Linked DNA regions of Anas platyrhynchos: region 1 is linked to region 2. Evidence: chromatin contacts called from public Hi-C data. All regions are on one chromosome and are shown on one strand. Each heading gives the region's core, a stretch centred on a gene start, on an enhancer-like site or on the middle of the called end of the contact. The rest is flanking DNA. Distances are from core to core; before and after follow the strand shown.

Region 1 (3,870 bases), core at 183-2,682, 45 kb before region 2:
CATGTGTTCAGCTCTCCAGTCCCAAGAGCTGTGGCAGTGCCCATGTGTAAGTATGGTGTTGTGTTCTTGTAGCTGCAAACTGGTGCCATCAGCAGAAGGAGGTGACCCAGCATCAGCACTGCCATGCTGGCCCACCTGACCTGGTAGCATGCTGTACCTGGTGTGAATCCCCTCCTTGCTCTGAAGGATTTAGACCAGCACAACCAACAGGGCCAGACTACTGAACATAGATAACTTGGACTAATGCTGTGATTGATTTTCCTGTCTTACTATAGGTAGCTGGGCTGTCGAGCAGCCAAGGACTAGAGAGTGATGGACATGACTGCCTCATCTAGTGCAGGAGAGTGGCAGGCAGACAGGAGGTGGGTTCTCCCAGACCAGCTCCCTATCAAACACAGAAACAGCTACCAGGTAAAACAGAAATGGTCCTAAGGGCAGGGAGTGGAATTCAGGCCTCCAAGGTAAAGGCTGGAAATATGAGGCTGGTAACAACCAAAATGGTGGTTAGGCTCTTTCTTGCTTTCTTTAGATCCAACACTAGTTGTCTTTGGCTGCATTATTTGGACTTAGGCACTCAAATTTATTACCAACAGCTGAGAAACCTACTGTCAGACATGGCCAAGTGTTTGCTCAACCCCCAGAGGTGTGTGGGTGGCAAGTACACAGAGTTGAGAGGTGTGAAGGAGGGCAAGTACGCAGCAAAGGTTGGCAAGAACTGGAGGTTGGCGCCCTTTAACTTGTGAAGGGGATTTTTTTCTCCTTCGCTCAAAGCTGAGAGGACCTAAGATGGCAGCAGTTTCTTAAATGCTTCTATTTTAATCAGGCTGCATGTAATAAGCAAGCAACAAACATGATATGAAAAGTGGAATTTGCAGAAAATGTGTCATCTGCGCCTGCACTTGTTCCAGGACAGCTCTGCTGCCTGCAGACTTGCAGTCAAGTATCCTGAAGGACGCTTGCCATTGCTCCAAGCTTCAACTTTTGATAGACCACTTTTCAGGAGAGCTGCCTCTCCTTCCCTCCATCTTCTACACAGCCACACAGGCCCTCTCTTGGACAGGGGCCAGGTCTTTCTGGCTCTGTAGGAGAGGACACAGAGACCCTGACCTGGGCCCTCCCGTGCACGCTGCAGCCCATCATGGCTGTCCTGCTGCCAAATGCCTTCCCTTCCCTTCCCTTCCCTTCCCTTCCCTTCCCTTCCCTTCCCTTCCCTTCCCTTCCCTTCCCTTCCCTTCCCTTCCCTTCCCTTCCCTTCCCTTCCCTTCCCTTCCCTTCCCTTCCCTTCCCTTCCCTTCCCTTCCCTTCCCTTCCCTTCCCTTCCCTTCCCTTCCCTTCCCTTCCCTTCATCTCTTATCTCGGCAAACTGTAAACTCTCCAGTGCAGAGACGGCGCATGCACTTCTGGAGTAGCACAAAGGGCTCTCCAGGCTGCAGGGTAATCCAAGTAACAGATACACAACTGATAAGTCACAAGAGACAGAGCTGGCCAAAGTTCTAGGCAGGAGTATGACAGTAAAGTATTGAGAATATTGGGGGGGTTGAAGGCAGTTTTATCTAATTTAATAAACTATCTTATCTGGTACCAGGGGAAAGCAGCTCTTACGTAGCTACAGCTGCTACATGTCTTCATATATCTTTTCTGAACAGCATTAAAAACTGTTCAAGTCCAGCCAGCCACCCACAAGTTACTGCCCCAATCCCACAGAACAGTTGGGATACAAGGAACACATTGAAACATTACATTAAGTATTTTTTCTTGCCTGTGACTAGAGGAAAAACTCATTTATCCATGTAACAGGGCTTTGATTTCAGTGGAGGTACACAGCTGGCAGAAAACAGTAGGCAGTATTTGGGCTGCTTCTGAGGCAACTGAAATTCTGCATTGTGAATTGCAGATTTTATCTTTGTCTTTATATTACAGTCATCTTTGTTTATTAAAGATATTGTGTTCATATTTTCAAGTGTAACATTTTCAGAAGTGACTTTCCAGACTCCGGAACTATGTGCAGTGTAACAAAACAGACTAATTTGGTGACAAGATGTACAAAAGTTTGCCGAGATATCTGTGGATGACCATAAGAAAATGGTTGAGGACGTACCAATTAATTCACTAATAAGAACTGTAGGGTGTTAAGGTTCTTGAGACCTATTGCAGGTGATAAATAAATAATCAGGGTATTTTTGCAATTAGCCACTGGGTTGCTACTGCTGAGATGCCATATGGATAAGGGTTTAAAGCATGAGTAGTGTATGAATGTTGACTGGTGTGGAAGCTAGTGGGCACACAGGGTCACAGGCTGAGCTCCAAGGAAACATCCCCCAAAGATAAGGGAATCTTGTGTGTCTTGTCAATATATGAGAAAGGGCTGTAGGGGTGTGGGATGTATGGCTGCAGTGTTGGACTCGGGGTGGCTGATGCTGCTCTGGTCTCCAGCAGCCAGCACCATGCCATCGCCTACCCAGGGACACCTAGTTATCCAGTCTCAAAAATGACTTTTTTTTTTTTTTTTTTTTCCCTTATCTGTCCACTCGGTGGTGCTAAAACAACACCAGCCCTTTTTTTGGCATTTTCTTGCTGCCGTGCATCGGACAGAGTGTCTGGTGTCTTTGGGGGACGTTCAGGTTTTGGCTGTAAAGTTCTACCTCTGCAAACTCAATAACCAGGAAACCTGATGAGCTCCTGGGTCACTGCTCCACACCTTGGCTCTCTGTTTGCTGTGGCATAGAGAAAAGCAACACAAAGCACTCAGCATGCTTAATTACATAGCAAGAGATTAACAAACCTACAATCTTTTTCTCTGCTGTTGATTATAATTCGATTAATTTGTGACCCTGTGTTCTTTCCCAAGAAATGTGACTGAGATAGTGTTGCTACCAAAATTACTTTTGTTTTCAAAAACAGATGACCAAAAGGAATTAGTGCTCCTAGGCAAAGTTGGTGGGAAAAAATAAATAAATAATAATAATAATAATAAAAAAACAACTGGTAATCAATTGTTAAGAAAAAAAAAGATGGATGAAAAAGAAAAAAAAAATTTTTTAATCTGCAATACGTGACTCACGTGCCTCGATGTCCAGTGCTAAGCCCATCCTATATGGAGCAGCTCAGTGAGAAGGATTGGGATTTGAACAGCCAGGAAAGCTTCCTAACCCTAATTCTCAGAGTTATGATGCAAAATAGGGCAGGTGGATCCACATGTCTGAAGGGGAGGAGTCTGTGAAGCTAAAATTGGTGAGTAAACAACATATAGCCTGCGATATGATTACAGTTGTTGTAGTAACTCTTGTGGTATACGCTGTGTGGACGATTGCAGTTGTATCTCTGGACTCTGGTTTTAGGAAAAAAGTTCTCCAGACCCCCAGCAAGCCTCAGCACATGGACAGCTAATTCCTTGCAGACAAAGCTGTACTTTGTTCTTCCTCTTCACACCAGTTTTTTGTTCATTAACTTCCTGTGTCCAGAAGCAGTACCGAGGGTTAATGTCCTATCTGATAGTTTATGACTGCTGATGTTCACAGACCTGTTAACCGCTTAGCTTCTGGCTGCGTGAGGGCCCAAGAGCAGCCCATGCTCCAGGAGCATGGCCACGAAGTGGGGACGTGGCCCAGTACGCGGTTCCTGGGCTCTGCCAGGGCTGGGCTTCTTCCAGTTCACAAGCACGAACTTACCTGAGCCCTGGCTCCTCTTGTGCTGCAAGCCAACAAAGCCCCGTAACTTTTACTCTTTCTCCTTCTTGCTTTCTCCCTATAGTTGCAGCTGGTTGTGGCTCTCTGGTGGGATGCAGAAAGGGGCAGCATGGACCCATGGCCTCTGGCTGAAGGAAGTACTGAGGTGAGGGCCTCAGGGTAGGGGAACACCTAGGGGAAGGCA
Region 2 (3,909 bases), core at 1,184-3,683:
TCCGCTTTTGTTAGTTTAAAAACGACAACAAAGTACAGAGGCACTGACAGAGCACGGTCTATCAGAAAAATCCTTGGCTTGCACAGTAGCCTCTAAGCAATCCAAATGGGTAAAAGTCAAGGTCCTGGACTGGTTAAAGCAGAAACATGAATGTGGCCAGCCCCCTGACAGTCCCTACCATTAGGATTCTCCTTCTTCCCAGTGGGAACAGAACAAACTCAAATTCTGGAAAGTAAAACAAGGACAACCCCCAGTCTCAAATCTATTGCAACATCAGCTAGGCAGTTTTGACAAACTATAAATCCAAACCGCTGGTGATATCCAGAAACTCCATATTTCTTTTCCCTTTAGCTCAACAAGGTCTTTTTCTGTCTAAGTGGTCTTGACCTAGCAAGGTTATTGCTTCAGCCTGTGACAACGATCAGGCAGGATTATCTCTGCAACTCTTTGGATGTGTTCTCATGTCTAACATTGTGAAGTTATCTCACAGTCTTGCAAAGGAAAGCATGTATACCGTTACATAGATGCTTAAAGAAACAGCAGGGACGAAAGTAACTGATTCTCAACCTCAGTCCATTTGAGACTGAAAAACACTTAAACCTATTGCTGCCACCCAAGGATCTAAGAGAAGAATGGAGATGCACTGAAATAAAAACGCCATGCCCATTTTCAGGTCTGGAGACTGCTGCTGCCACTCTTTTCTGGTGTCATGAGCAGTTTTGTTCACAAGTAAGCTCAGAGGAGATGCTGAAGATCTTTTCTGAATGAGTAGGAAGGGGGTGGGCTCCCTGCACAGGAGCATCAGTTCTCCGTACTCTGTAAGATGTCATGAAACCAACTGGATTTTTTATAATAATGGGGAGGAATTTTCTAGACCATACTATTTTGGTAAATGTTTCTTCCACTGACTTGACACACAGAAATAAACTTTCTAGCAGAGTAAAAGAACAGCATTATATTGAAATAACAAGTTTGCCCAACAGTCTTGACTGGAATGAGGACAAATCTACTGCCACCTTCTCATATCACACCAACCCTTGCTGAAACCAACACAGACCTCAGCAGGAGTTTCTGGAAGTTGCTGAATATGTGGGCAGAATAAAAAGATCCAGAAACAATTACAAAAAATACTGAACAACATAGCAAAGCATACCGTGTAAGTGCTGTTCTGTGACTAACCGAAAATGCAAGCTTAGGTGAATGATGCATTTTTCACTTTTGTCTGAACGTGAAATCTGTACTTCAACGTGTTATATTAAGGAACAGACCTAGACTACACGCATCAGAGCCTGACCCAAACGTAGCTGTTATTTAATCAAGTGTATCCATACATACTGATAAATAATAACTTCTCAGGGGCTCCCTGGCTCACCCTACAGCAGTCACCTCAATAGTGGTGACATTGAGCTGAACCTAGAAGGGCACAGTTTCTCTCACCAGGTCGTAAGTGGAACCTACGCAACAAACTCAAGTATAAAAGGACTAAAGTTAGCCTGCCTAAAGTTAGATGAGACCAACCCTGCCACAGGAGACAGCACTGACTGTATGTGGGGTTAAACCAGCATACAGAACCAGGAAGCAGCACAATAAAGGACAGATCAGGCCAATCTCCTATCTAATGAAATGGCAGTCTATCTTTGTGAAATGGAGGCCATAATCTCAGCAAAGCCGTAAACAGATTACAAGTAAGTTTCGGTTAAAAAAAAAAAGTGTAAAAAACAAATTTTATTTATTTATTTATTTAGGGCAAGAACGTTATTTTGTTCAAGTTAATTTTGGTACCCATCTGTCGGCTTACGTACTTCTGAAAACTGTGAAGCACTGCACGAGGCGTTTCAGTTTTTGGAAAAGGCGATGCTGGCAGCTCGGACTGTTGTCTCTCTCTTTTTATTCGAGTGCCTTCTGACAATTGCCGCCTGAATGCCGCCTTTCACCACCACAAAACAAGAAGCTGAGCGTTTAGGAGCGCCAGCCACCGGGCAGGGACGCACTGCTGCCGCGCGGGACAGAAACCCACCGAAACCCACCACCTGTCCCAAAAGCAAAGCCCAAACTCTCCCGAAGCCACCCAAAACCGCTCGCCACGATGTCACCGTGCCTCAGAGAGGGGCAGGACAGGGGGGCACCCTCCCAGCGCGGCGCAACACACCCGGGGCACCGCGACCCCCCCGGGCCACCCTGAGGCAGAGCGGGGCGCGGTACCCCCCGGCTTTCCCCAACCCATCCCCGCAGCCTCCAGCTCCCTGCTCCCGTCCTCCCGCGGATGCTACTCACAGGAACCGGGGGCGACAAGCAGCAGCAGCACGCAAGCAGCACAGCCCCAGAGCCACATGGCCGCGGAGAGAGCCGGAGGGCGGCAGCGGGCTCAGCACGCCAGGCGCTGCCGGGGCCGGGCCGGGGCGGGGCGGGGCGAGGGGCGGCGGCCATTACAGGGCGCCCCGCCCAGCCCTGCCTCAGCGCTGGGCATGGGAGCGGGTTGGGGGCTGTGGTGGTTTGGGGTTGGTGTGGGGGGTGCTGAGAGAGGAGCTGAGAGAGGAGAGGAAAGAGGGGAGTGGCCTTTTACGGTGCTAGAGTAATAGTGCTGTGAGTCTGTGAGTGGTAGGGGAAGCAGGAGCCGAGTGCTAGGAGTGCTACATGCGTGTCTTTCAGTTATTGATATAAATAAATGCCTTTTCTGTGTGTTGTTTTAATAACTCTCGAGTCTCAGTGGTGAACTTGGGTCTTCCTCTGCTGTTGGTAATGCCTGTCTCAATAATGTCTACTCGTCCGTCTTCTCCGCAGCTTACTGTGCTTCTTCCTAATGCGACTGCCTGGCTGCTCGCAGTGGGTAACAGGGTACAGGTCACCCATCGTACAGACAGATCGTGTTTAATGCAGTTCTGTAACCTGAGTGGAGGCCACAGAGCTATCCTAAAATTTCCCTACATACCTGGAAAAGTTTTACACATCGTTAACAGCAAAGCTACAAAATTGACTGCAAGGGCCATAAAGTAAAAGAACTGTTCATGTCTGCTACCATATATGTTTTCTTGCATGCTACTAACGTAAGGTTGGTGTCAGACACTGTAAAGGAAATTTATGAATGTGTTCTTAAGTATCAAAACAGCTAGAAAAGCCTTCATTAAAGGAAAAACAACTGTGTGCTGCTACAAATTGCATTCTAAAAAGCTGGAGAAAAATACTTTCAATGTGGGTGGTTGTAGCATCCTCATCAAGGTCACAGGAGGATGTTTAGCATGCATCACTACATTTATGTTCCCTGTGGCACAAAGATATTTGCATGCCAAGCCAAAGAGAGAAAGGGACTGGCCTCAGAGCAGAAAGGCAGGTGGTGACATTGTACCGAGGCATAGACCTGGGTCACTTCCTTATGACGGAGTTACCCTTTCACAACCATTTTGTCTGTAAGTCTCAGCAAGAGAGTGGTAAACTAAAATGTTGAATAAAGGCCTTGCATTTGGTGAAAGTAGATGATATGTGTTACACTTTGGGCATTTTCTTATGTCTTTGTTTTGCGTTGCTTCCCATGTAGTTCTCCTGAATGAGGCAACTGAAGAGCAACGTGAACCTTTTGCCTGTGAATTTTCTGAAATGATTCTCCAAAGCTTTTCTTTATCTTGGCAGTAGGAATAACAACTGCTGCTAGCCTAACTCCAGTAAAGCTAATAATACGTATGTTATGAAGTATAAGGGCTTGTGGTTATAGAAGCAAAGCTTGTAATAAGAGTTTTTTATTAATCTAACATGTATTTAGAGGATAAAGGTATTAATTATGTAAGTTCTCCTTCAGCTCTTGCACAACTCTGGCAAACATCAGGTTTAGAAGAGACTGGAAACAACTTATTTTGGGACTAGCCTAATTAACATTGCTCAACTTGTGTATCTGCAGGAGAAGAGTAGTCAAAATAC

The links. Hi-C and Micro-C count contacts between places; a contact is called where the count stands out from the background.
Region 1: a Hi-C map of small yellow follicle shows a contact between it and region 2, with 1.9 times the contacts expected there. The contact joins the enhancer-like site here to the promoter of TMEM123 in region 2. A contact is called at or near these places in 3 of 8 Hi-C or Micro-C datasets (liver, small yellow follicle and subcutaneous adipose tissue).

What each region holds. Positions count from the first base shown.
Region 1 is chr1:192,666,008-192,669,877 of IASCAAS_PekinDuck_T2T, reverse strand. No RefSeq gene overlaps it. Among named protein-coding and RNA genes, the nearest start is that of BIRC2, 12 kb to the right of the region's middle. Within about 2 kb of position 1,432, at least 2 of the 8 cell types and tissues checked have an H3K27ac peak or open chromatin away from gene starts, as enhancers often do. A contact at or near this core is called in small yellow follicle, where this site is marked.
Region 2 is chr1:192,621,471-192,625,379 of IASCAAS_PekinDuck_T2T, reverse strand. TMEM123 (transmembrane protein 123) reads right to left here and starts at 2,433. Exons shown (of 6, transcript XM_027468025.3): 1 at 2,275-2,433. The coding sequence starts at 2,332.